Linked DNA regions of Mus musculus: regions 2, 3, 4, 5, 6 and 7 are each linked to region 1. A link is a contact called in public ChIA-PET and HiChIP or PLAC-seq data. All regions are on one chromosome and are shown on one strand. Each heading gives the region's core, a stretch centred on a gene start, on an enhancer-like site or on the middle of the called end of the contact. The rest is flanking DNA. Distances are from core to core; before and after follow the strand shown.

Region 1 (3,484 bases), core at 589-3,088:
GAGCTGGTGCTGAGGCCACGGAGGGGAGCTGCTTACTGGTTTGTTCCCTGTGGATTTCTCAGCCTGCTTTCTTACAGAATCCAGGACCACCACCCCAGGGATGACCACCCACAATGGGCTATACTGCCCCCATCAATATCTAATTAAGAAAATGCCTCACAGCTGTATCTCATGAAGCTTTATCTCAACTGAGGCTCCTTCCTCTCTAGATGACTCTAGCTTGTGTCATGTTGACACACGGTCATCAAATAGTCACCAGTTGAGATATGTGTATAAATGGTACACACACACACACAATTACAATCACACTTTTCCTCCTGATAGTCCACATTCGGGGAAACTTTCTCCCATTTCCTGTGTCCTCATCACGGAGATACGACTGAGTCATGTCGAGAATGAGGGCTGCTATGGGGGTGCACACCCCTGAAAGGGCCTGGGAAGTCTTGAGTTCTAGACCAGCACCTGCCTAGAACCAGTCAATGACAGGTGACAGTGATCACAGGTCAAAACCTGTTCCATCCGACTCTGATGGCTTTGCTTCAGCCCCTGGAACCCACCCTACTCCAGCTCTGGACACAGCAATGGCATGCATGCACACATCCACACACATATGGGGAGGAGAGAGAGGGAGGAAGGAAGGGAGGGAGGGAGGGAGGGAGGGAGAGAGAGAGAGAGAGAGAGATGCTTTTCTTACCATTCTCAAATCCCAGAACCCAAAGGTGACTCGAGGGCTCTTGGGCCAACAAAAGGACATGTGAAAAATGTGAACAGCATGGAGAATGGAGAGCGGGCTATCTTACCAATTGTGGCAGATGGTCACCAGTCAGCTGGGTGTGGGGCCTATCTAAATGTTTAATCTTTATTGTTTGAATTGATGCATAAATTGATTAATTGATTCATTGGTAGTGTGCACATGCCACAGGTTAGAGGATACTTTTCAGGACTCTCTCAAAAAATCCAGGCTTTGCTACAAGCATCTTTGCCCACTGAGCCATCTCACCGGCCCTGAAGCTAGTATTTAGCTATGTATGGTTGCCATCAGAACCCGGCATCATTTGGGGCAGAGCTGCAGTAGATGGTTCAAGTAAGAAGTGGGGCAGCCTCAGTCTGGGATGGACCTGGATTTGATTCCCACCACAGGAAAATGCCCAAACTGAGGTGTCTGGGGTCCAAGGCTGCAGGGGCATGTACTGGAGATGAAGGGCACTTAGCTTTCTGGTTGTGCCCAGGCCAGTGGTCCCACTTCCTTGGAGGTGCTTCTGGGGCAGGGAGAGAGATGGCTCAGTAGTCCTGAGGATCATCATGCTGCCATGTGACCCTGAACAAGAAACGGAGCCCAGGCCGGGGAGTTAAGTCTCTCGAAGTTGTCATATGGGAGTGGAGTGGACATGTGGCTCTTGCTTAATGCTGGGGCAGCCTGGCTTCATCACCAGCACACAGCCTGAATAAATAAATGGCATGTCACATGAATGGATAGACCAGAGTTGCTATATGACCTCCAAAGCAACTCCTAGCCATGTTCCTTGATTCCTTTGTTTGTAAAATGAGGCTCAATATTAAATGTCACCTAATTCACAGCCTCGGAGGGGTTCTCCAAAGAGCCATGTATGCAGTAGGTACTTAATAAAAGCTATCCCCTCTTTCCCTCCCAGTCTCCCGAGAGACTTGACAGGTGCAGAGATCAAGGAGCTTCTCCTGTCACTTTAAAATATGCAAATAGCCTGCGGATGAATTTCCAGGCTCAGCCAACCAGTGCAGGGTTTATGAAGCACCGCGGGGCGGAGCTCCTCCTGACCACACCCATGGCGGGGCCAGCAGCGCGCTCCGCAGCGCGCGGGGAGGGCGGGGCGCGGGTCTGGAGCGCGCAGGTAGCGCCGCGAGAGGCGGTGAGTGTCCCCGGCGCGGGGCTCCGGTGCGGGGTGCGGGGTGCAGGACGCGGGGGCGGGGTGCGGGGCGGGGACGCAGCCTCCATCCTGACCCGGCCCGAGCGCAGGTGCCGTCTGCAGAAGGCGGGGCGCCACTCTATGGCATCTCTCAATCCTGGGCTGGGAGGCTGAGACCCCCCCCAGGACCCCCAATCCCTCTTCCGGGTCTCTAGCCTGGCCCTAAGCTGGGGGCCGCCTCCCTCGCTGCCCCTCTTCCTCGCCTGGGAACGAGGGTCTCCTCCTTTCCTTTGCACCCGCTCTAGGGTTGGTAGGCTGGTGGGGGTTCTGTAGGGCGAGTGTGGTGGAATTGCGGGGTATCTGGAGTATGGAGCGCGGGATCCCCTCCCGGGGGAACGGGGCCTGGAGAGGCCTGGAGCCTGCACCAGGGACTCCCGCGCCCTGTTAGGGGGGCAGCCGGCATCTGCTCCAAGGGACAGAATTAGTCTAGGTGAATGAGGATGGGGTGCAGAGAAGGTCGGGGATGGCCGCCCCTCCACTTGCCCTCAGCGTCGCAGGACCTGCTTCATGGTGACCTTGGGCAGGTGACAGCACCTCCCTGATCCTTAGTCTCCTCCTCAGAATATAGAGGTTGAGGAAGCCAGACTATCTGTCTCAAATTCCCAACACCTGTGCCCCATTTTCTCCAGATGGGGACCACAATCTTTAGTCAAATGTTAGGGCACTCTGGTTTTGGCACTTTAAAAGGGGTTGAGCCTGGTGTGGTCATTACAATCCTCTGGTGGCTGAGGCTGGAAGATCTGCAGCTTGAGGCCAGCCTGGGCTACATTCACAGACTCTGCCTCATTAAAAAAGCATAAACAAAACAAACCATGATTTTGATTGATGGATACAGTCTAGCCTGGGGCGGAGCAGCGAGACCTAAGGCCAGCAGAGGACAGTTTCTATCTGACCATAAGATGGACGGGCCTCCAATCAAGACCCAGACTTTGTCACTGTGGTCCCACCCATGTGGCTGCCCAGGTCACACCCTGACCCACATACCATCACCTACAATAGGGTTCCTAGGCTGGTTCCTGGGCGGGGTCCCAAGTGGAAGGTCAGGTCTTAGTCCCTGCCTCTTGCAGGATAGTAGGGTGAGTCCCAGGCAGGAAGCCTGACACCCCCAAATTTGTGTGCCCAGACTGGACTTAAACTGAGCCTTCTGTGAAGTGGACTGAAAGTCTGTAGGAAGATCAGAGGTGGTTGTGGGAGTGACAGCGCGCCGTAAACACCCACTCCTATGATAGTAATTATGATATTGCATTCATTAAATGGGGTCACAGCCAAGGAGGCAGTGAGATGTCTTTGAAGGGTGTGACCAGTGTCACTAGCACCCCAAGGACTTGGGTACACAGTGGTGCTCAAAGTATGTGTGACAAATGAAATGACTCAGTGGAAGGCTTGCACAGTGGCCTCAGTTTCCCTGTAGATTTCTGGCTGGTGTGGGAGGGGAGGCAGTGAGGGTCACACTAGGGATCAATGGCTGTGGGCACAGCCAGCCTGTATCCAACCCCCAGAGTGCAGCTCTGGTCTAGTCTTGCCTGGCTCAGTTCCCTGGT
Region 2 (3,484 bases), core at 376-2,875, 490 kb before region 1:
CCACACCTACTACACCCTATGGGAATGTCACAGTGGTCAGTGAGTGTGTACAGGTGTCCGTTGAAGTCCTGTAGAAGACAGGCTATACCAGTGAACCAGGTTGGCAGTACCCCCATCTCTACCCAGCCTATCTCACATACCCCACTACAGGTCTCATAGTACCCCAAAGGAGCCTGAGGAGGCACCATGCCTGAGCGTGTGCTCCAACAGTCCAAGCTGCATTGCCTTCGGCTCCCCCTCTGGCAGCACAGCACAAGAAGACAACACACTCATACACATAAATAAAAATTTCCAACGGTCTTCCACCCAGGGCTGGAGAGATGGCTCAGAGGTTAAGAGCACTGACTGCTCTCTTAGAGGTCCTGAGTTCAAGTCCCAGCCCACATGGTGGCTCACAACCATCTATAATGAGGCCTGGTGCCCTCTTCTGGTTTGCAGGCATATATGCAGGCAGAACACTGCATACATAATAAATAAAGTCTTCCACTCAGGACCAGAGCTACCAACGACAGCAGGAAGGGGTGGCAGACCCTAGGGGACTCTAGTTTGTATCAAGTTGTCCAATTAGGGTGCCCAGAAGGGCCACAAGACCGTAGCCAGCCAGCCCATGTCGTTATTCAATTGCAGAGGCAAAAAAACAAAACAAAACACTCCACTGAAGTACAGGCTATACCAGACCAGAGAACACAATTGGCTGGGAGACAGCAAGGTGACCCACACATCCCAGAAACTCTGTGGGAGTTCCAATACATAATTGATGCCCTTTGTTAGATGGAGAAGGTGCCTTCCTGGGTTTTCTCAACAGGGATATCACATTGTAACACTGCATCCTAGAAGTTCAAGTCTACAGAGATAGTGCCAGGACAACCAAGGCTACATAAAGAAACCTGTCTCAAAGCAAACTAAACAAACAAACAAACACCCAAAATAACTAGTATGGCCTTGTGGGCCATGCTAGCCTCTCCAGGAACTAAAAAGCTGAGGCAGTAGTTCAGGGCCAACTGCAGCCTACATAGAGAGTTACAGAAGAGCCTGGGTTCCATCCACACACACACACAACCTTCAAATAACAAAAGTACATTTGAAGCTAGGAAAGCGAGTTGTCATGGAAACAGACTTTGTGGTAACTTAAGAACAATGAACTTGGCTAGCATTAAGAGCTGATGACATCTGTCTTCCCAGTTCACAAGAAGACCACTTTAGGCAGGGCTACCAGGCTACCAGGAGTTGGGAGAAGGCCTGGGCTACACGGGCAGTTGGAGCCGGCCTGTTCTGCCCCTGCCTCACCCGCTTCTCCTGCATCTTTTCGAAGGCTGCCTGCGCCGGCGTGCGCTTGTCCAGGCAGCGCCTTTTCTCCTCCTCGCTCTTCTTGCTCGTCCCCATGGCCTCCAGCATCTTGGCCTTGTCTTTGTCTTTCTTCTTCTTCTTCCTGAGAGAGAGGGGGACGGTAAGAGGGGCCGGAGCTGGGGGTCGGCCCTCAGGGACAGACCGCGGGCTCCCGGGCCTCACCGCTTTGTCACGCCGAGCTCTGCCACGCCTTTCAGCTTCAGGGGGCCCTTCTGGACTTGCTCGTAGGCCTCCATAGCGCTCGCAAGCCGTGCCCCGGGAACTCCGCCACACTTCCTGTTTGCATACAGTACTTCCGGCCGAAACCCTCCTCGCTTCCTTCTGATTGGTCAGCTAGGACGCACGCGTCCTCAGGGTTCAGAGTAAGTGCACACTTCCGGTCTCGGGTAGTCTTGGCAACTGTCCAACAACATAGCTCGCCTAAAGACACACTTCGTATTTGGGCGTCCATTTCTGACTTTATGGGCATCCACTTTTGCTTTGTGGCATTATTTACTTAATTACTTTTTTTCCAATTTAGAAAATTACAATTACCCAGAACTCCAGAGACAGAGACAGGAGGATCTCTGGATCTCTGGATTCAGCGTGTTTTATGTAGTGACTTCAGGTCAGCCAGAACTAAAGACTGTGTCTCGAAATAAGTAATAAGAAAGAATAAATCTGGGGCTGGTGAGATGGCTCAGTGGGTAAGAGCACCCGACTGCTCTTCCGAAGGTCCAGAGTTCAAATCCCAGCAACCACATGGTGGCTCACAACCATCCGTAACAAGATCTGACTCCCTCTTCTGGTGTGTCTGAAGACAGCTACAATGTACTTACATATAATAATAAATAAATCTTAAAAAAAAAAAGAAAGAATAAATCTTTAAAATTACATTAAAAGTTAGTTACCTGTATACGTGTATGTGAGTGTGTGTACACACGTGCCAGAGCACACGTGGAGTACAGAGGACACTTTGCAGTACTCTCAGGCCTTATGCTGTGGGTTCCTGGGAATCAGACTGATGTGGTCATATTTATAGACGAAGATCCTTTGTCTGCTGAGTCATCTCAATGGTCACAATTATTTTTCTGTGAGTTTGAGGGCAGAAGTGTCATGACACTAAATGAGTCTGATAAACGTGGAATTTGCTGTGTAGACTGCTCTGACCTCTAGCTTGCTGCAGTTCTGACTGAGCATGCAGAAAACTGGAACTGCAGGTGTGTGCCACTGCCCTAGCTTGTCTTGTTGATGTTTTATAGAGGACAGGCTTGCTATGTAGCAGATGATTAAACTGTCTTTTTGGTTGTTTGTTTGTTTTGAGACAGGGTCTCACTGTGTAGCCTTGGCTGTCCTTGTACTCCTTATGTAGGCTATGCTGTTGTGAATTCAGGGATATCCACCTGCCTCTGCCTCCCAAGGGCTGAGTTTAAAGGTGCGTGCCACCATGCCCAGCAACCTTACTTCCCAACTACTGGGATCACAGATGTGCTGGGATTTTTTTTTTTCTATAGCAATTTTGGGGAGTGGGGAGGTTACATTTATTTATTTGTGTGCTGTGTAGAGCAAGTAGAGGTCAGAGCACAACTGTGGGAGCTGCTTTGCTCCTTCCACTGTGTGTCCAGGGAATCAGGCCCCTACTGCTGTTCTGTGAGAGGCTCTCTCTGTGTGCGAGGCTCTCCTTACACAGCCCCGAAGCTTGTGACTCCCTTAGTTCTGGATGTTAAGCCTGAGCCACTACACCAGGCTCACTTATTATTCTATATCTGATGGCTATTCTTGGTTTACAGCTTGACTACATCTTGAATTAAATAAAACTCAATAAAAGTGTTGATTTTTTTCTAAGTAAATCATTTAAAATGGGAAGATCCAATTTTAATCCAGATCATTTGAGATGGAAAAATCCACTTTTAATTTGGGACACACTTTTTTCTGGCAGCTGATGCATGTTTGCCCTAGCTTTTTATAGTGCATTCTGTACTTTCACTGACATTAGAGCCTGCTTCTTTGGGATTCCAGCATATACTGAAGACCAGCCAAGACATTTAGCATTGTGGAGTAAACAATTATTGAATTGTCGGACTCTAGCTGGACCATAGCTTGGGAACCACCCTAGCTTCCATGGCTAAATATATATAAAATCAGACTCCAGAACCAC
Region 3 (3,484 bases), core at 687-3,186, 460 kb before region 1:
CCTTATCTTCCCACCTCCACCTCCCAAGTGCTGGGATGACAGGGCTATTCTACCAAGTCCAGTTTACACTGTGCTGGAATATACCCCAGGCTATGGCTACATACCTGTAATGGCACTTGGGAGGTAGAGGCAGAACTACCAGGAGTTCAAATCTGGCCAAGGATACACAGGGAGATCCTGAATTAAAAATGCAAAGCCAGAGGCTGGAGAGATGACTCAGCGATTAAGAGCACTGACTGCTCTTCCAGAGGTCCTGAGTTCAAATCCTAGCAACCACATAGTGGCTCACAACTACCTATAATGAGATCTGACACCCTCTTCTGGTATGTCTGAAGTCAGCTACAGTGTACTTACATATAATAATAAATAAATCTTAAAAAAAAAAGAAAAGCCAGATGTAGTGGTGTACATCTGCCATCTTAGTACTTACAGAAGGAGACAGAAGGGTCAGACGTTTCTAGGCCAGTCTCAAAACAAAACAAAAACCTGAATTTCTCCTAATATCTGGTTTTTATTTATTTAATTGCTTTTTGTTTTCAAAAAAGATTTTAATTTTTATTTATGTGTATGTGTGTGCCTCTCTGTGTGTGAGAATGTGTGTGAGTGTAATAGCCATGTGTATGCAGGTACTACTGGAGGCCAGAAGAGGGCGTTGGATCCCTGGAGCCAGATTTACAGGGGCCATTAAGCTTATGCAGGCACTGGGAACTAAACTCAGCAACTCTGCAAGAGCAGTGTACACTCTTAACTGCCGACTCTCCAGCCTCATTCTAATATTTAAAAATTTTGAATGTGTATGGGGGGGGTGACCATGTGTACAGACACGTGTGTGTGCAGCTGTGTGTGTAGGCCTGCAGCTGACACTGGCTCTTCCTCACTTACTCTTCACTGTATGGATTGAAACAGTCTTTGAATGAAGGTTGGCTGCCTTGCCGAGTGTGACTAGACAACGTCCCTAGGAGGGTCTCCCACTGCCTCCTTTCTCTTCTTTTTTTTTTTTTTTTTTTTTGTCTTTGTTTTTTTTCAAGACGGGTTTTCTTTGTAAAGCCCTGGCTGTCCGGGGAACTTGCTCTATAGACCAGGCTGGCCTTGAACTCAGAGATCCCCCTGCCTCTGCCTCTGCCTCTGGAGTGCACCACCCACTTCAGTTTACTTCCCCTTTTTATTTCATTATTCACTGTGCTTCACAGGCAGAGACAGGCACATGTTTGCCACAGTGCTCTAGTTCTGACCGTGTTCAAGCACATTGGAGTCTAGGCCTCCAGGAGTGCAACAGACAATCCTGTCCAGGCTATCACCTACCAACATGTCTCCCAGAGTGTAGCACCATCATGAAGCAGATACACGTGTCTCTAAAGTACAGCTGAACCCAGCTACATGCTACACAGAAAGGTCTCAATGTTTATTCTCTTTCTACTTCAGAACACTCCTACAAGTCTTTCAAGACTCAATACAAATGTCCCTTCCTCCAGCCAGCTTCCCTGCCTCCCCTGCTCAAACAAAACCCTGGCCACAGTCCCACCCTCTCCCGGAGCTTCTCAGTTAAATTCCTTCCTTTCTCTGGCAGCTCCAGTAAAACCCCGTGGGGCCGGAGGGGCTTTACCTCTCTCTGCCTTCCCCTCGTGGTTTTCTTGGAACACTTGGTTTCTATGAATCAGGTCTCACCATGTAGCTAGCTGAAACCAGCCTCAAACGTGTACAGCCTGCCTCGGCCTCCAAAGCGCTGCAATGACTTGTGTGGAGAGCCATGCCAGAGTTTAGCCCTTGCAATGCTTTCCTCCTCTGGTAAACCCTTCTCTCATCTTCTAGCACCACTACACCCAGTGCTGAAGTCCCAGAGCCTCTGAAGCTGGGGCATGTTGGGATGCAGGGATGCCAGGATTCTGGATGCAGGGTGCAGGATGTAGGATGCATACCTTGGACAGCTTGGGTTGTGTTCCGAAGGGCTCTTGAGCTGGCTTGAGCTGGAGTTTAAGTTTCGGTTCAGGGTCCACACGTCAGAGGGGCAGGGCCAGGAGCCTCAGTCAGTTCCTGTTTCCTCCAGCAGGTGAACAGGGTGGGACCAGAATAACTCTCAAGGCTTGAGTCTGAGGCTGGAGTTGTTCTTGCCAAGCCTTGCTCAGTACTTACTCTCTACCAACTCTATGGAATCGCTGAGACAGCTGCCGCCCTGCTTCCCAATATTGGTATTCTTCTAGTTTTTTTCCCCCTTGAGATACAGCTTTATGCACCCCAATTGGGGTGCTGAAGTAGACTCTTGCCTCGACCTCAGGGTTTACCATCATGCCAAGATTATGCATTGCTGGGGATGGAACCCAGGGCTTCATGCTTGCTAAGTGAGCTACAATCACTTTACCTACTGAGCTACAAGCACTCTACCTACTGAGCTAGATTCCCAGCCTCTTAACAGCAACCTTGAAGTAGTCATAGGTCAGGAAATGGGCATATGGCAATCAGAGAGTGAAAGGCAACAAGTAGGAGAGGCTGCTTGGGGGGGACAGGATACAGGAACAGTATGCATATACAGGACAGGGAACTGCATATGCCCCAGACATGAAGGAGACATGAAAGGACAGACTTGCTGCACACACAACACCTATCATACCTTCCTTTGCAAAACTCATTTGAAATATCATTCTACAGTCATGTTGCCCTCTAGGCCAACATCAAAGCAAGATGGCTTGGGTCTGTAGTTGCAGTACTCAGTAGCCTGAGGCAGGAGGATTTGGGGTTCCAGGCTAGCCTGGGCTAACATAGGGACATTCAAACTCAATATCCAAACTAAACCAAAGCAAGAAAGCAAGCAAGCAAGCAAACAAACAAACAAACAAAACAAACTGGAGTAAACCATAGAGTCCATCTATCTTATTCTGGTTTTTTTCTCCCTTCTGTTTTTTATTTTTCTAAAACAGGATCTCACAGCATCCTGGCTGGCCTGGAATCCACAGAACACTGAGGATGATGTTGCATCTCTGCTCTTCCTGTCTCTATCTCCTGGGTGCTGGGATCATAGAGGTGTCTGTATTTTCTGCGATACTGGGATGGGACCCAGGAGTTCTTTCACCATATGTGAGTACCCTGCCAACTGAGCTGCAGACCCAGTCCATGCCTGATTTTTCTTCTGATTTTAAAATGAACTACAATGTATGTGCACACTCTGGGTCCTGGGTGATGTGTCCCTGTACCTAACAGGCATAGCTGACTTGGCTGTAAGCTTCCTGGCCCACCCCTTCTTGCCTCTGCACCCAGTGCATTTCCGTCTTGCCTCTGCACCCAGTGCATTTCCACCTATCCTGGGTCTTTGGAATGAACACTTTCTAGGATAGAGTTGGTGCCTCTCTGACCCCTGCTCCTCTCCAGGGTGGCATAGGCTTGGGAGTTTCTGGGCTGCAAAGGTCCAACAGTGGAGGAAACCAGTGTAGGCTCTGATGATAGACCCACTTAAGGGCCCAAGGGTTCAGCTGAGTCAGCACATCTGGGCAAG
Region 4 (3,484 bases), core at 271-2,770, 370 kb before region 1:
CTCCTGCCTCTACCTCCCCAATGATAGGCATGTTCCAACATGTCCAGTCTAGAAAACCTGCCCTCTTATTTAAATAATTTACAAAACATTTATTCTATAACTCTGTGTATATGCCATATGTGTGTGGGTGCCCAAGGAGACCAGAGGAGGGCATTAGCTCTCCTTGAGCTAGAGTTACAAACAGTTGTGAGACATGGGTGCAGGGAACCAAACTTAGGTTTTCTGGAAGGGCAGCAGGTGCTCTAAACAACCAAACCATCTGCCCTTCCCCTATTTAAAAAGTTTTTTTGTTTTTTGTTTGTTTATTTGTTTGTTTTGTTTTGTTTTTGAGGCAAGGTCTTGTTATGTATCCCATGCTGGCTGAAAGCCTGAGGTAACCTTCCTGCCTTGGTCTCCCTTGTGCTAGTGCAGGGAAGACAGGCATCCACCCCAAGCTAGGGTATAATTTCTAGTTTTTTACAAATGCACACGGAAATGAGAAGTGCATCCTGGAGGAGGCAGCTGGCCAGTTGCCTCGAACCTTGCATGCGCACAGCCACAAGAAGGCTCCTAGGGAAAATCAGGATCAAAGGACATCATCCCTTCACCTTGAAGTCAGACCTGCCCATGAACTTGACCAAGGACATTCGAACTTCTCTGTTTCTCAAGCTGTAGATGAGGGGGTTGAGGGTAGGGGTGATGAGGCTGTAGAAGAGGGATACCACATTATCCTGTTTTGGGCTGTGGTAGCTGCCTGGGACCATGTATATGAATACAGCTGCCCCAAAAAAGAGACCCACTACAGTCACATGTGAGGAGCACGTGGTGAAAGCCTTGTGTCTAGCTTCAGCTGACCGCATGAGCAGGACAGCTCCCAGAACGTGGCCGTAGGAAATGAAGATGAGAGACAGGGGTAGCAGTAAGATCAGCACCCCAGAGATGGAGAGCGCCAACTCATAGGCTGATGTGTCTGCACATGACAGCTTGAGGAGAGCTGGCATCTCACAGAAGAAGTGGTCCACGGTGTGTGAGGCACAGTAGGGGAACTGCAGGGTGATGGAGGTCAGGATGGAGGCCACCAAGGCACCTGAGAACCAGGATGCACCCACCATCACCAGACACACTTGGTTTCTCATGAGCACCTGGTAGTGCAGGGGGTGGCATACGGCCACGTAGCGGTCATAAGACATGAGGGACAGAAGGACACCCTCAGAGACACCCATGAGCATGAGGAAGAACATCTGAGTGGCACATCCCCCAAAGCTTATGACATTCTGTCCTTGCAGGAACTCAGCCACCACTTTGGGGATGGTAACCAGTGGGAAGCCGACATCCAGAAGTGAGAGTTGGCTGAGCAGGAAGTACATGGGTGTGTGGAGCCTGGAGTCTGTGGCAATCAGAAAAAGCAGGGTGGTGTTGCCTAGCAGGCCAATGATGAACACGGTGGCCATGAGGAAGAACAGGACAAGATGGGGCCCTGTGTAGCTGAAGAGCCCCATGAGGATGAAATCTGAATTTGATGACACATTTGAAGTCCCCATCCCCCAGGCGCATCACTGTCTACAGAAGATTCGGTAGGGTCCCACTGGGATAATTTTACATCACATTGCAACTGTTTGGTGGCCTCCTATAAAAACGTATGAATAAATCCAGGCTCCTACCAGTGAGCGGCCGGAGGAGGAGCTGGAGGAGGAGCTGAAGGAGGGGCTGGAGGAGGAGCTGGAGGAGGGGCTGGAGTGGCTGGAGGAGGGGCTGCAGGAGGAGCTGCAGGCCTGGCTCAGGGGAGGATCCTTGCTTGAAATCCTCAAGTTATCAGAGCAAGGAGAATTCTACCCTGGTGTTCTATTTCTGATATCTCTCAGGCAAGTGCAACCAGCCAGCATCTACAGTTGAAGTCTGTGGTTAAGCTAGAGAGCATAGGACAGCTCTGGTGAAAGAACAGAGCACACAGCTCCCCATACACCCTGGTGCAGGTGTGGGACTTTGAAGAGATCAAGATGACACACAAGGATGAAGGTCGATCAAGAAATGTCTGGGACTGTGAAGAAAGACTTTTTCCATATCCTTGGCAGAGAGATCTGAAAATCAAGAACAGTAAGGAATGGATATTTGGGATGGACTGTTTGTGGGTGTGTTTGCAGGGAGACACAATATCTGACTGTTAGGTTTCTTTTGAGTGTGTGTATCTCTATGTGTATGTACATAGGTATGTACGTGTGTATGCATGTGTGTGTTTGTGTGTGCATATATTTGTTTGTATGTATATGGTTTTCTTTGTATGTATATGTGTGTATGTTTGAATATATGTGTGTATGAAGTAGTTGTTCAACTCAAACATACTGCATGTTTGTTTGTGCACATTTGATTGATAATTTTTGTTTTGTTTTCATTGTTTTTTTCTTTAGTTTGTTTTGATTTTCTTTCTTGTTGTTTGTATATGTGTGCTTGTATGTATGTATATGTGTATGATGTTTATGTGTGTATATCTCTGTGTGTGTCTATGTGTATGTGTCTCTATGTATGTACATGTATGTATGTATGTATGTATGTACGTGTGTGTATGTATGTATGTATGTGTGTGTGTGTGTGTGTGTGTGTCTGAGTGTGTGTGTAGGCTAGATGTTGGTCTTTGGTGCTGTTCCTTAGGTGCTGTACTGTCTATCTTCATTTTTGAGGCAGGTATCTCCCTAGCTTGGAGCATGCAAGGAAGGCTAGGCTGGCTGCTTAGCAAGCCAAGTGGCTGGGGAGCCTCCGCCTCTACAGAGCTGGGATCATAAGCATCTGTCAGCATGCTTGTTTTCACTCCCTCTCTCTGCTGTATGCCCATGCATATAAGGTGGCCAGAGAACAACCTGGAATAGTCTTTATCTCTTCCACTAGGATTGAAGACAGGTGCTCATGCTTGCATGTCTTTCTTTTCTGACAGAGCCATCTCCCAGCCTGCAGCTAGCTCAGAGCAGGCAGTGCTATGTTGAATGTGTGGCCATCTGTCCCTCAACCTCCCCTCCCCTTGAGCTCAGAGCATCTTGCAGTAGTGTTCATGATTCTCACCTCTAGTGCTGAGCATGTCTGTGTGGAAGATGCAGCTATTGTAGTTGATTGGGACACATCTAGAAACACAGATAGGCTGGCTTTGGAGCACCAAACAGACACCTGCTCTGCATGTATCCATAGGATTTGGGAAACTTTAGACAACAGGATCTGAGCCTGGAGGTCATCGGGCACCCAGGTCCCCATGCCTGTTACTATGGATACTGTCCAGACTATCTGACTTGCTTTTCTCTAACACAACTTTGCTGAACTTCATCAAAAACACTTGGTTCAGGGCTGGAGGGATGGCTCAGTAAGGGCATGTGTTGCTCTTCCAGAAGACCTAAGTTTGGTTCCAAGAACCCATGCCAAGTGAGTCACAATCACTCTTATCCCTAGTTTAGGGAATCTGACACCTCTGGCCTTTGCAAGTTTGGCCTCTGAAAGCATTCACACACATACATACATGTGACTT
Region 5 (3,484 bases), core at 250-2,749, 350 kb after region 1:
CTTCTTCTCAAACTCTCTCCTGACATGAGCTGCCATGCGAGCCTCCTTCTGAAAGGGCAAGGTGGGAAGGGGCTCAGAAGGGCCACCATGACCCTGACAGCATGCCACCCAGTAGAAGCTGCACAGCCGCAGGAAGCTGGGGCACAGGAGTTCCTGGGCTGACCTGGCTTCGTGGCGGGGGCAGCGACAGCAGCAGGGCCTCCAGTTGCTGGAGCTTAGCCTGTGTGGCCCCCACCTCCCGCTGGAGCTCCGAGAACTCGCCATACTGGTCCTGGAACACTGCGGCATAGCGGCTCCGGTCCCTTCTGTTGGTCACTGGTGGGTACTTACTACCAGGTTGGAAGGGGTCAGTCAGTGTATAAGTAGAGGGAAATCTGTCTTTCCACCCATCATGGCAATTGGCTTTTCTTCTTCTTTTCTTTTGGTTTTTTTGAGACAGGGTTTCTCTGTGTAGCCCTGGCTGTCCTGGAACTTACTCTATAGACTAGGCTGGCCTCGAACTCAGAAATCCGCCTGCCTCTGCCTCCCAAGTGCTGGGATTACAGGCGTGTGTCACCACTGCTAGGCCCGGCAATTGGCTTTCCTTTGCCAGTGCTGACCACCAAATCAAAATGCCTTCTACCACCAATTCCGTTTCCTAATTTCATAAACTCTTATTCGCCCATCAAAACCCCAGCCTCAATGCCCCTTTCTGTTTCCCAGGCATTAAGAAGCTCTGAGGGAACGTGGGTATGATGAATTCAGGAGACTAAGGTAGGGGCTATCTTGGACTAGACGACCAGACCTGGTCTTACAACGAGTGGGCACTCACAGCTCGTAGTCAGGTACTGGGTTGAGGCGGGGTCCCAGATCTCTGGGATGCTTCTCAGGGTGCAGTGGCTCCCGGGGGCGCAGCTCATCCGCAAACACGATCTTCCGGGGCCTCACGCAGAGCTCTCCCGGCCCGGGCTGGCTCTGCGGCCGTCTGGAGCGCGGACGCTCCGGGGCAGGCATGCGTGGGGCTGCAGCTCTCTGGCGCCCCCTGGCGGCAGGGCGCGAATTGCAAGTGGCTTCCGGGCCTGAGAGCCTGGCCAGAGGACCCCGCCGGCCGCGCCTGGAGGCGGGACCTGCATGTATTTGCATACGCGAGCGCGGTTGGCTGGCCGCGCAACCCAGAGTGCGGATCCCGGAAAGGGGCACTGACGAGGCGCCGCGACGTCACCGCGGCGTCATGCTCGAGAGTGGCTGGCGGTGCAGCGCGGGCCCCGCCCCATTCTTGAAACCGGAAGAGCGCAAAGCAGCGGAGGGCGACTGGGGTCCGAGTCGAGACGACCCCTTCGCCTCTTGCCTCGCGGGGTTACGGCCCACAAAGCTTCCAGCCCCCGCCCGCCTGTGGTTATCCGAGGATCCCACTCGGTGTCACCTGTCCCAGAGCCCCGTCTGGCCCTGCCGCCGGGAACGCAGCTGTGCAGGAACTGCGGGTGGAGCCGTTGGCACGGGCGCTCGGCCGCTAGGGCGGGGCTCTCAGGGTGGGCGGAGCCTGCGGCGCGTGTTCCTCTCTGGGTTGGAATCAGCCCTTCACTATGCTGTTTGGCCTATTCATTTACCCCAGTCTATTGGGAAAATAAGGTAGTTTTTTTTTTTTCTTTTCTTTCTGCTTTTTTTTTTTTGTTTACCAATTTATTTTTTTCTTTAGCAATTGTATTATTTTTGTGTGTGTGTGACCTTGTACATACTCAGAGACCAATACAGGTCGTTGAGTGTCGTACAGCCCTACTTTTTTTTTTTTGACAGTTTCTCCGAAACCTGATGGTCCCTGTTTAGGTATTCTGGCTGGCCAGCGGGCTCCAGGTAGATCTGCTTGTATCTCCCTCCTAGCACTGGGTTGATAGGTTCCTGCTCCCCACCTCTGCCATTTTACAAGAGTACTAGGGGTTGGAACCTAGATCTGCATACTTGAGTCACACTCTTACACTGAGTCATCTCCCTAGACCCTAAGAAGTGACGTTTATTATGCTAACTATGTGTGTGTGCATGTCAGACTCCCTGAAGTTACCATTACAGTTAATATATTTATTTTTAAAGATTTATTTCATGTATATGAGAATATTGTAGCTGTACAGATGGTTGTGAGCCATCATGTGGTTGCTGGGATTTAACTGATGACCTCCGGAAGAACAGTCGGTGCTCTTATCCACTGAGCCATCTTTCCAGCCTATCTATCTATATTTATATACACACACACACACATATATATGTATATATATTTTTTTTTGGTTTTTCGAGACAGGGTTTCTCTGTGTAGCCCTGGCTGTCCTCACTTTGTAGACCAGGCTGACCTTAAACTCAGAAATCTGCCTTCCTCTGCCTCTCAAGTGCTGGGATTAAAGGCATGCACCACTACTCCCGGCCCAAATATATTTATTAGTTTTTAATTTTGTTTTTGTTGTTGTTTTTTGTTTGTTTGTTTGAGACAGGGTTTCTCTGTATAGCCCTGGCTGTCCTGGAACTCACGCTGTAGACCAGGCTGGCCTTGAACTCAGAAATCTACCTGCCTCTGCCTCCCAAGTGCTGGGATTAAAGGCGTGCGCCACCAGTGCCTGGCTAAATATAGTTTTTGATTGGCTTTTTTGTCCCTAACTCTTACTGCTTATTTTGCTCATGCTCTGGGGTGGAACTCAGGCTGTCAGGCTTTGTGGCAAGTGTCTTTACCAACTGAGCCGCCTGACAAGCCTTTCTTGTGCTATTTTTGGAAGATGGAGTCAAGGTCCCACTATGTGGCCCTGTCTGGCCTATAATTTTCTGTGTATACCAGGCTGGCCCTAAACTCAGTCTGCCTCCCTAGGGAGGGGATCTGCGTGGCCACTGCTCTCCCAGGCAGGTTTTAACTTTTCTTCCTGTTTTTGAGACTTGGTTTTGTTGTGTATTGTAGGCTGCCCTACGCCTTTGGAGCAGAGTGGCCAGGTGAAGGGCTGTAGGCTGACTTCAGGATAGAGGTGTCCTGGCTGGCACCACCCTGCAGCCCAGGCACCCCCTGCAACACACACACACACACACACACACTGCTAGCACTGAAGACATGTGGGTTGGTGTGCAGGCTTTCTTGTTTTATTTCAGCCTGGGCATGATTCGGATAAACAGGATCATGCTGATGAACACGAAGCACACGACAATGAGCATGGCCCACAGCAGCCAGTTCACTGACTTCTGTGCATGCTGCTCCAATCTCTCCGACTCCAGCTTCAGCTTCTCCAGGTTCTGGTCTGCCATCTTGAGTGAATGTGACAGGGTCTGTGGGAGAAGAAGGGGCTGTGTCAACAAGACTGAGACCCAAGTATGACTTTTCCTGAGTAGCCTGTGCTTCTGGTGCATAGTGTGACCTCGGCCAAGCATGCTCAGCTACCCCCTCCCCCTGGGCTTTAACAAACTCTTGCTCAACCAGCAAAACACCAGTCACAATGCCCCTTTTTTGCAGAGCTTTCTGAGGCAGACAGAGGCAGCAGTG
Region 6 (3,484 bases), core at 363-2,862, 310 kb before region 1:
ATATGGTATGTCCAGGTTCACAGTAATGTGTTTAAGTGAGACTGAATAAGGACTAAGGAGATGGCTTAGTGGTAAAGGGGGCTTGATGTCAAGCCTGATGACCTGAGTTCAATCCCGGGACCCAAAGGAGAGAACTAATTCTTGCACGTTACCCTCTGACCTTCACGTGGGTACAATGCATGCACACACTCATGCACACCTAACACAAACAAATCAACTGAGACTCACCCCTGCAAATGCCTGTGTATCCTCAAACCTGGCCCATTCGTGAAACTGAGTATAGACACAGAGTCCTTTCTCTTCTTACAGAGATACCCAGGAGTCTCCAAGTCCCTGGCCAGCCTCCTACCTGCCCAGATCGATACACACATTTTCCACACTTTGTTCTAGAATGTCTTCCTGACAAACCTCAGAGACCAGCTTCTCTGTTAAAATTACTCATTTGCTCTGAGAAGTCATTAAAAATGCTCCCTGAAGGTAGAGCCCCTGGGGGTGCCATTGCGTCAGGACCCTCTTTTTTATCTCTCAGGATTTTTTTTGTTTGTTTGTTTAGGGGGAAATTAATAGTTATGGGAGGTAGAGCCCCTGAGACTGGAATTCCTCCCAAAAGATTTTGGAAAACATTTTCATCTCTCAGCTCTGGTTAACTTAGATGATTAACTCAAAACAAGAGGCAGCCGATAAATTAAAGTCTTTACTTGTTTTCTTGTGAGAGCAGAGCCTAGGAGAACTGGTTTCCCCCTTTGTCTTAATTTTTCTAAGGGCACACATGCACAGGAACTTAACTTCTAGAGGCTACGGTTGATTCTCAGTGGTAGAGCACTTGCTTAGTGCATGCCATGCCCTGGGCTGCACATATGTTTCATCTATCTACCATTTAGCATACATCTGATTGTCTGTCTGTCTTTCTGTCATCTATCATATTTCATTTTATCATCTATTGGTCAATTACCTATCTATAATTTATACTATTTGTTGATCACCTATCTCTATGTATCATTTCTCAATAATGTATCATCTATCTTCTATTTATCAATCATCTATTTATTCATCATCTATGTATCTATTATCAATCACCTGTCTATCATACATCCATCATCTGTCTCTGTGTATGTATGTATGTTTTGCATCTATCTATCTATCTATCTATCTATCTATCTATCTATCTATCTATTGATCTATTCTTTCATTTATCCATCTAGTTTGCATAGCATGAGGAGACAGTGATGTTTCAGATGGGGTAAACGAGTGTCAGAAGCAGATAATTTGGATAAGGAGGCATAGGCTACTTGGGAGGGTGATTCAGGAAGATTGTAATTTCCAGGTCAGCTTGGACTACTGAGTGAATGTAGGGCCAGCCTTGGCAACTTAGACCCTGTACTGTCTGGGATTTTGTTTGTCAACTTGATACAAGCTAGAGTCATCAGAGAAAAAGTAGCTCCAGTTGGGGAAATGCTTCTATGAGATCCAATTTTAAGGCACTTTCTCAATTAGTGAACAATGGGGGAGGGCCCAGTCCATTGTGGGTGATGCCATCTGGGCTGGTCATTCTAGATTCTATAAGACAGCAGGTTGAATACACTAGGGACTCCAGCTAAGACACTGCCCTCTTCCTGCCAACTTCCCTTAAAGCACACCCAAGAGTCCCTAACTGTAGTCCTTCCCCTGTCTCCATATTCTGGCCTACAACATTGGCAGAAGACTTCTGCTTTTCCAGAGGCCACACAGGTACTTGGAATTCTAGAGACAATGTTGATCATAAAAACCTCAATGGAGAGTCCTACTGTATCTGAAGACTCAGTGGTCACCAGAACCTGAGTTCACTCAGGCCAAAAGACCAGAGAAGAAACAGAAACCAAGGGGAAAACACCACAGAAATCCACCTCATAAGGGTAAACTCTGAAATCAGCACCTAAATCTATAACCTTCCTAAACCCAGATGACAGAGGCCATTGTAAGAACAAAATCAACAAAAGTCAGGGAAATATGGCACCCTTGGAGCCCCGGTGTCCTACTACAGCAAGCCCTAGATATTTAAACACAGATGAAACATGAAAAAAAATGACCTTAAATCCATTCTTATGAAGGTGATAGAGGCTCTTAAAGAGGAAATGAGTAAATCCAGGAAAATACAACCAAACAAGTGAAAGACATGAACAAAACTGTTCAAGACCTGGAAATGGAGATAGAAGCAATAAAACAAAAACAAACCACTGAGGGAGTCCTGGAGATGGAAAATCTCTGGAAGAGAAGTCCAAGAATCTAGTAGTTGCTCAGTTCCACATGGCTGGGTATTCTAGCTGGTCTTCTGTATAAGCTGGAATTCAAAGAAGTAAATGTTAATGCATGTGCTGGCAAAGTGAGTGCAAGGAGGTGTAATGAATAAATGGACCTAACAGATATCTATAGAACAATTTATCCAAACACAGAAGAATGTTCTTTCTTCTCAGCGCCTCATGGGACCTTCTTCAAAATTGACCACATACTCTGTCACAAAGCAAACCTTAACAGATACAAGATTATATCTTATCAGACAGATTAAAGGTGGATTTCAACATGATTATATCTTACCATGGATTGAAGGTGGATTTCAACAACAACAGAAACAACAGAAAGCTTACATGCTCATGGAAATTGAACACCTTTCTACTCAATGATCTCTGGGTCAGGGAAGAAATAAAGAAATGAAAGACTTTCTAGGACTCAATGAAAACGAAATATTCCCAAACTTATGGGACACGATGGAAGCAGTGCTAAGAGGAAAGTTCATAGCGTTAAGCACCTTTATAAAGAAATTAGTGAGATCACATGCTAGTGACAGAAGAGCACATTTGAAAGCTCTAGAACAAAAGGAAGCAAACACATCCAAGAGGAGAAGAGAGCAGGAAATAAACTCAAGGCTGAGTCAATAAAAGAGAAACAAAGCAAACAATACAAAGAATCAATGAAACAAAGAGCTGGTTCTTTGAGAAAAATCAATGAGATAGACACACCCTTAGCCAAACAAGTGAAAATGCAGAAAAGGGATATCCAAATTAACAAAATCAGAAATGAAAAGGGAGACATAACAACAGACACTGAAGAAATAAAAAAAAATTATTAGGTCTTATTTCAAAAGTTTACACTCTACAAAACTGGAAATTCTTTTAAAAAAGGATGATTTTCTTGATAGATATCACTTACCAAAGTTAAATCAAAATCAGGCAAACAATTTAAATAGTCCCATAACCAATAAAGAAATAGAAGCAATCATTAAAAGTCTCCTAACCAAAAAAAGCCCAAGCCAGACCAGGCTTTCAAAGAAAGCTAATACCAACGCTCCTCAAACTATTCCATAAAATAAAAACAGAAGGAACACTGCAAAATTAATTTTATCAGATCACAGTCACGCTAATACCTAAACCACACAAAGACCAAACAAAGAAAATTTCAGATCAGTTTCCCTCATGAACGTATATGTAAAAATACTCAACAAAATACTCAC
Region 7 (3,484 bases), core at 294-2,793, 280 kb before region 1:
TGGGTTTAAAGGCATGTGCCACTTTGCCTGGGCCTACACTTTTCATGGCCACTATGTCTCAAGATTTGGATCATAGATGTACCCTCCATTTCTGGATTGTAGTTCCAGATATAGTCAAGTTGACAACCAGAAATAGCCATCACAGACCCCCAGAAGTGGAACTGTTTGAAAGTATTGTCATCATTAGGGAGTTTGTCCTTGTTGGAGGAAGTCTGTCACGGAGGCTTTGAGGTTTCAAAAGCCCATGCTAGGTCCATTCTCTCTCTGCTTGCCTATCTGTGGGCCAGGATGTAAAGCTCTCAGCTATTGCTCCACTGCTATGTGTGCTGCCATGTTTCCACCATGATGACAATGGACTGAACCTCTGAAACTGTAAGCCAGCCCCAATTAAATGATTTCTTTTCTAAGAATTGTCTTGGCCATGGTGTCTCTTCACAGCAATAGAACAGTGACTAAGATATGAATCACCATGATTTTTATTTTAAATTGTGTGTATGTATGTTCGTGTCTTTGTGTGGATATGTACATGTGAGTGTGGGTACTCAAGGAGGCCAGAAGAGAGTTGGAATGATGGTGGAGGCTTTCACTGTAGCCCAAGTGGGCCTTGAACTACATTCTTTTCTCAGCCTCTCAAGTGTTTGGATGACAGGCATAGGACACTGTGACTCTATTGAGGGCTCTAGCCACCTGACATCCTGGCTGTCTGGCTGGAGGAGGCACTGAGGATGTAGAGGGAGTTATCTCTTACTCATCTTCTTTCTCAGCAGCTGTATTTGGAGCCAGCTCTTCAATACCTACAGAGCAATCTCAGGAGGCCAGGAAGTGAATAGGCAGTCTGCTGGGAAGAGTATACTGGGTATAGGAGGAAAAACAGATGGCCATTAACAATGTTTCAGGGTGCTTCTGGTATGGAACCACCTCATGCCTTGAGATCCCAGCACTGTCAATGCCCCTCTCTTGAGAGGGAACTGTTCTCAGTAGGGTGAGACAACATTGTAGAGGGAAAAAGCTTTGGGCTTTAGGGTCTGACAAACCTAAGATTGTTTTGGGCTGTGCAACTTGGCTTAGATGCTTGCCCTCTCTGAGTTTCAGTTTGTTCTTCTGTTGACACTCGGGATTCTGGTCCAGACTGCTTACAGGCTGTGTGAGGATCCTGGGCACCTGAAGAAAGCAGACAGTTTATGTAGACTAGCCAGGGCACAGGAGGCATAATTTAGGGAGAGGAGCTACAGCACTTTCCTCACACTCTTACCAAGAGCAGAGTCCCACAGTGGTGACCAGCCTGTTTTCTCACACCCTCTTTTTGGTATTTTATCTTCATGAAACCATCCACCGCTTCCTCCAAAGTCCTTACACAAGGGGTGTGAAGTCCCGAGGACCTGGTACTCACTCTTTGTGACTCTGACAGTGCAGTCTTGCTCTGCTTCAAATTGGCTCCGCCCCCACATGATGGCCACCTATCCAGGCAGGGAGAGGCAGCTGGGCCTGCAAGGGATTGGCTGGTCTAGCCTAGACTTCTCTAGGTGCCCCTGGTCAGGAGTCAGAGAAGGGGAGAGACAGACCTGGGAAACACAGTGCTCCTGAGAGAAGGTACCAGACTAGGGCCATTGGGGCTGAGAGGTCCTAGGCTGGGGCAGGACAGGAAGTCAGAAGCAGATGTTGATTTCTGGCTAATAGTCCATGGTTTAGACTCTAATCAACCCCTTTCCTCCATCCTCTTTCATTTCCTCTCTCTCTATCTCCTTCTCTTCCCCTTTCTTCCCCTCTTCTCCCCTCCTTGCCTCCTCCCATAGATTGCCCTGGGTCTCCCTTCCTCCCCAGGCATTATCCCCAACTCTCTAATTCCCTATCCCTGTCCTTTGCCCTAGACCACACTGTCCCTCTTCCATGCCCCAGGATTTCATCCTGTGTGCATTTGCCCTGCAGGATGTCACAGCTGAGCATGTCCTGGATGGGCCTGGGCCACACAGCAGCCTCTCCATGGCTGTTGCTGTTGCTGGCTGGGGCCTCCTGCCTTCTGGCTTACATCCTTACACCGATTTATGGTGTTTTTGAGAACTCTCTTCGCCTCCGCTGTTTCCCACAGCCTCCCAAACGAAACTGGATCTTGGGACACCTAGGCCTGGTGAGTGTGGTAATAAGGTGGGTCTGGGGTTTCAGGGTAAAAGGAATTGTGAAGAGCCTTGAATAGAGCCCAGGGAGCTGGGCACAGAGGTGTGCTGGACTAGAACAGCAGAATTCAAAGTGCAATCATTTACAGATGCACTGTCCTGAGCCTTTCCCACACGGAGTCTTCTCTGAGTACTTCTCCAGCCTGTTTTCTCTGCAGATGTGGGCATGCTGCAGGGCTTCCAGCAAGGCTTACTCCAACAGAGTAAGGACCTTGGTGTTCCCAGGTTCTGTTGTGCTAGACTTGAGGTCTCCTGAGGGGAGACCAGAGCCAATCTCCACTATACCATTTGTTTTCAGCTCATCTCTGGCTTCCCACTGGTCACAGAAATGACCTACAATCCTTACCCAGACACACCCAGGGGCATAGACGGTCCAGGGGAGCTCTGAGGGCTGATTTCCTAACTCCCCATTCTTCAGCGTCTTCCTCTTATGTCTGGCTTCTCCACTGAGATGTACCAGTGAGTTATGTTGCTCAATCTAGATATGATCTAGCCTCTCACTTCCTCTTTTGGAAGCCTTCTCAGAACCCATCCTCCACAGCACACTTTGAGCATAGACTTCCATCTGGTTTTCCCTCTGTGTGATTTGGAGACATTTGCTTTCTTTTAAGTGGCACAGTGCCAGGTGTACAGAGGGCCATAGAGATTCTGCCAGAGCCTGATGTCAGCAGAGGACAAGTGAGAGTGGTCACCCTGATGGAGACTTAGAGGTCACCTTTGCTGCCTTGGGGTCTGCCAAGGCCAAGTTCCGCAGATGTGGTTGTCCTCCCTCACAGGAAGAACCAGAGACCACATGGTGTCTTGTTAACTCTCCTGGGAGATGTGAACAAGTCTATTTATCCCAGGTGGGCACCAAAACAGCATGTCCATCCGTGTTCAGCTTGCTGAGAACTATGGGCTTCTTAAGAGTTTTTATTTTTTTTCAGAGAACAGGTGAGGGGCTATTAATGGGATCATGGGTAACCTCAAATGGCTGTATCATTGTAAGGTCCCACCCATCATGGGTGATAGCCTTATGGAAGCTGCACCACGAAGTCCTGATTTAAAACCTCTTTTCGTATATACTGAAGTATATCCCAAGATCATATTTTACTGGGGTAGAGAGTCATAGCTGGAGTCCCAGGAGAAGATCTCCGGACCTTCCTTCAGGAGTTCTGACAGCTCTGACAGCATCCCCTTTGATTTGGCTACTACTCTTATGGGCAGCTATAGTTGCCATGACTACCAGGAGAAGTTGAAAATGACACCACTTTAGGCTTAGAGGGGAAAATGCCATATAAAAATAGACACGAATGCTGGGACTGCTCCCAGGA

The links. ChIA-PET counts read pairs in DNA pulled down with a chosen protein or histone mark. HiChIP or PLAC-seq counts read pairs in DNA pulled down with a chosen protein or histone mark.
Region 2: a contact with region 1 is called in an H3K4me3 HiChIP or PLAC-seq map of the 230-238 cell line, with 14 times the contacts expected there. The contact joins the promoter of Fam32a here to the promoter of Fcho1 in region 1. A contact is called at or near these places in 6 of 39 promoter capture datasets (the C10 cell line, Sertoli cells, cranial neural crest and 2 more), 1 of 15 datasets of contacts at CTCF or cohesin (stem cell-derived epiblast-like cells), 2 of 484 Hi-C or Micro-C datasets (embryonic stem cells and nephron progenitors), 14 of 115 datasets of contacts at active chromatin or transcription factors (the 230-238 cell line, DN3 thymocytes, the HPC-7 cell line and 9 more) and 3 of 9 other capture datasets (adipose tissue, embryonic stem cells and pancreatic islet).
Region 3: a contact with region 1 is called in an H3K27ac HiChIP or PLAC-seq map of embryonic stem cells, with 4 times the contacts expected there. The contact joins the promoter of Hsh2d here to the promoter of Fcho1 in region 1. A contact is called at or near these places in 3 of 39 promoter capture datasets (cranial neural crest, maxillary cranial neural crest and pre-B cells), 1 of 15 datasets of contacts at CTCF or cohesin (the NIH/3T3 cell line), 2 of 115 datasets of contacts at active chromatin or transcription factors (embryonic hindbrain and embryonic stem cells) and 3 of 9 other capture datasets (adipose tissue, embryonic stem cells and liver).
Region 4: an H3K4me3 HiChIP or PLAC-seq map of pro-B cells shows a contact between it and region 1, with 6 times the contacts expected there. The contact joins the promoter of Olfr373 here to the promoter of Fcho1 in region 1. A contact is called at or near these places in 4 of 39 promoter capture datasets (the C10 cell line, the HPC-7 cell line, embryonic stem cells and 1 more), 1 of 484 Hi-C or Micro-C datasets (differentiating embryonic stem cells), 3 of 115 datasets of contacts at active chromatin or transcription factors (the 230-238 cell line, pro-B cells and stem cell-derived neural progenitor cells) and 3 of 9 other capture datasets (liver, macrophages and pancreatic islet).
Region 5: an RNA polymerase II ChIA-PET map of memory CD8 T cells shows a contact between it and region 1, with 215 read pairs. The contact joins the promoter of Ocel1 here to the promoter of Fcho1 in region 1. A contact is called at or near these places in 6 of 484 Hi-C or Micro-C datasets (B cells, erythroblasts, natural killer cells and 2 more), 5 of 115 datasets of contacts at active chromatin or transcription factors (bone marrow-derived macrophages, double positive thymocytes, memory CD8 T cells and 2 more) and 3 of 9 other capture datasets (adipose tissue, macrophages and pancreatic islet).
Region 6: a contact with region 1 is called in an H3K4me3 HiChIP or PLAC-seq map of pro-B cells, with 7 times the contacts expected there. The contact joins the enhancer-like site here to the promoter of Fcho1 in region 1. A contact is called at or near these places in 2 of 484 Hi-C or Micro-C datasets (embryonic fibroblasts and rod photoreceptor), 6 of 115 datasets of contacts at active chromatin or transcription factors (the 230-238 cell line, CD8 T cells, bone marrow-derived macrophages and 2 more) and 2 of 9 other capture datasets (adipose tissue and embryonic stem cells).
Region 7: a contact with region 1 is called in an H3K27ac HiChIP or PLAC-seq map of acute myeloid leukemia, with 4 times the contacts expected there. The contact joins the promoter of Cyp4f18 here to the promoter of Fcho1 in region 1. A contact is called at or near these places in 2 of 39 promoter capture datasets (embryonic stem cells and hippocampal neurons), 6 of 484 Hi-C or Micro-C datasets (the HL-1 cell line, adipose-derived mesenchymal stem cells, bone marrow-derived macrophages and 3 more), 10 of 115 datasets of contacts at active chromatin or transcription factors (the 230-238 cell line, acute myeloid leukemia, bone marrow-derived macrophages and 6 more) and 4 of 9 other capture datasets (adipose tissue, liver, macrophages and 1 more).

The regions. Positions count from the first base shown.
Region 1 is chr8:71,724,035-71,727,518 of GRCm38.p6, reverse strand. It overlaps Fcho1 (FCH domain only 1), which reads left to right and starts at 1,838. Exons shown (of 28, transcript NM_028715.3): 1 at 1,838-1,886.
Region 2 is chr8:72,217,886-72,221,369 of GRCm38.p6, reverse strand. Fam32a (family with sequence similarity 32, member A) reads right to left here and starts at 1,625. Exons shown (of 4, transcript NM_026455.5): 1 at 1,510-1,625; 2 at 1,288-1,429. The coding sequence starts at 1,583.
Region 3 is chr8:72,188,120-72,191,603 of GRCm38.p6, reverse strand. It overlaps Hsh2d (hematopoietic SH2 domain containing), which reads right to left and starts at 1,936. Exons shown (of 6, transcript NM_197944.1): 1 at 1,917-1,936.
Region 4 is chr8:72,097,798-72,101,281 of GRCm38.p6, reverse strand. It overlaps Olfr373 (olfactory receptor 373), which reads right to left and starts at 1,520. Exons shown (of 1, transcript NM_146539.2): 1 at 576-1,520. The coding sequence starts at 1,520. The coding sequence ends at 576.
Region 5 is chr8:71,369,313-71,372,796 of GRCm38.p6, reverse strand. It overlaps Ocel1 (occludin/ELL domain containing 1), which reads right to left and starts at 1,499. Exons shown (of 4, transcript NM_029865.2): 1 at 812-1,499; 2 at 164-329; 3 at 1-48. The coding sequence starts at 1,122. Use1 (unconventional SNARE in the ER 1 homolog (S. cerevisiae)) reads right to left here. Exons shown (of 8, transcript NM_025917.4): 8 at 3,065-3,270. The coding sequence ends at 3,088.
Region 6 is chr8:72,037,984-72,041,467 of GRCm38.p6, reverse strand. No RefSeq gene overlaps it. Among named protein-coding and RNA genes, the nearest start is that of Olfr372, 18 kb to the left of the region's middle. Within about 2 kb of position 1,612, at least 2 of the 459 cell types and tissues checked have an H3K27ac peak or open chromatin away from gene starts, as enhancers often do. A contact at or near this core is called in pro-B cells, where this site is marked.
Region 7 is chr8:72,007,685-72,011,168 of GRCm38.p6, reverse strand. Cyp4f18 (cytochrome P450, family 4, subfamily f, polypeptide 18) reads left to right here and starts at 1,543. Exons shown (of 13, transcript NM_024444.2): 1 at 1,543-1,590; 2 at 1,927-2,125. The coding sequence starts at 1,928. It overlaps Gm51535 (a long non-coding RNA gene), which reads right to left. Exons shown (of 3, transcript XR_003947403.1): 1 at 2,518-3,484; 2 at 1,391-1,485; 3 at 1-1,161.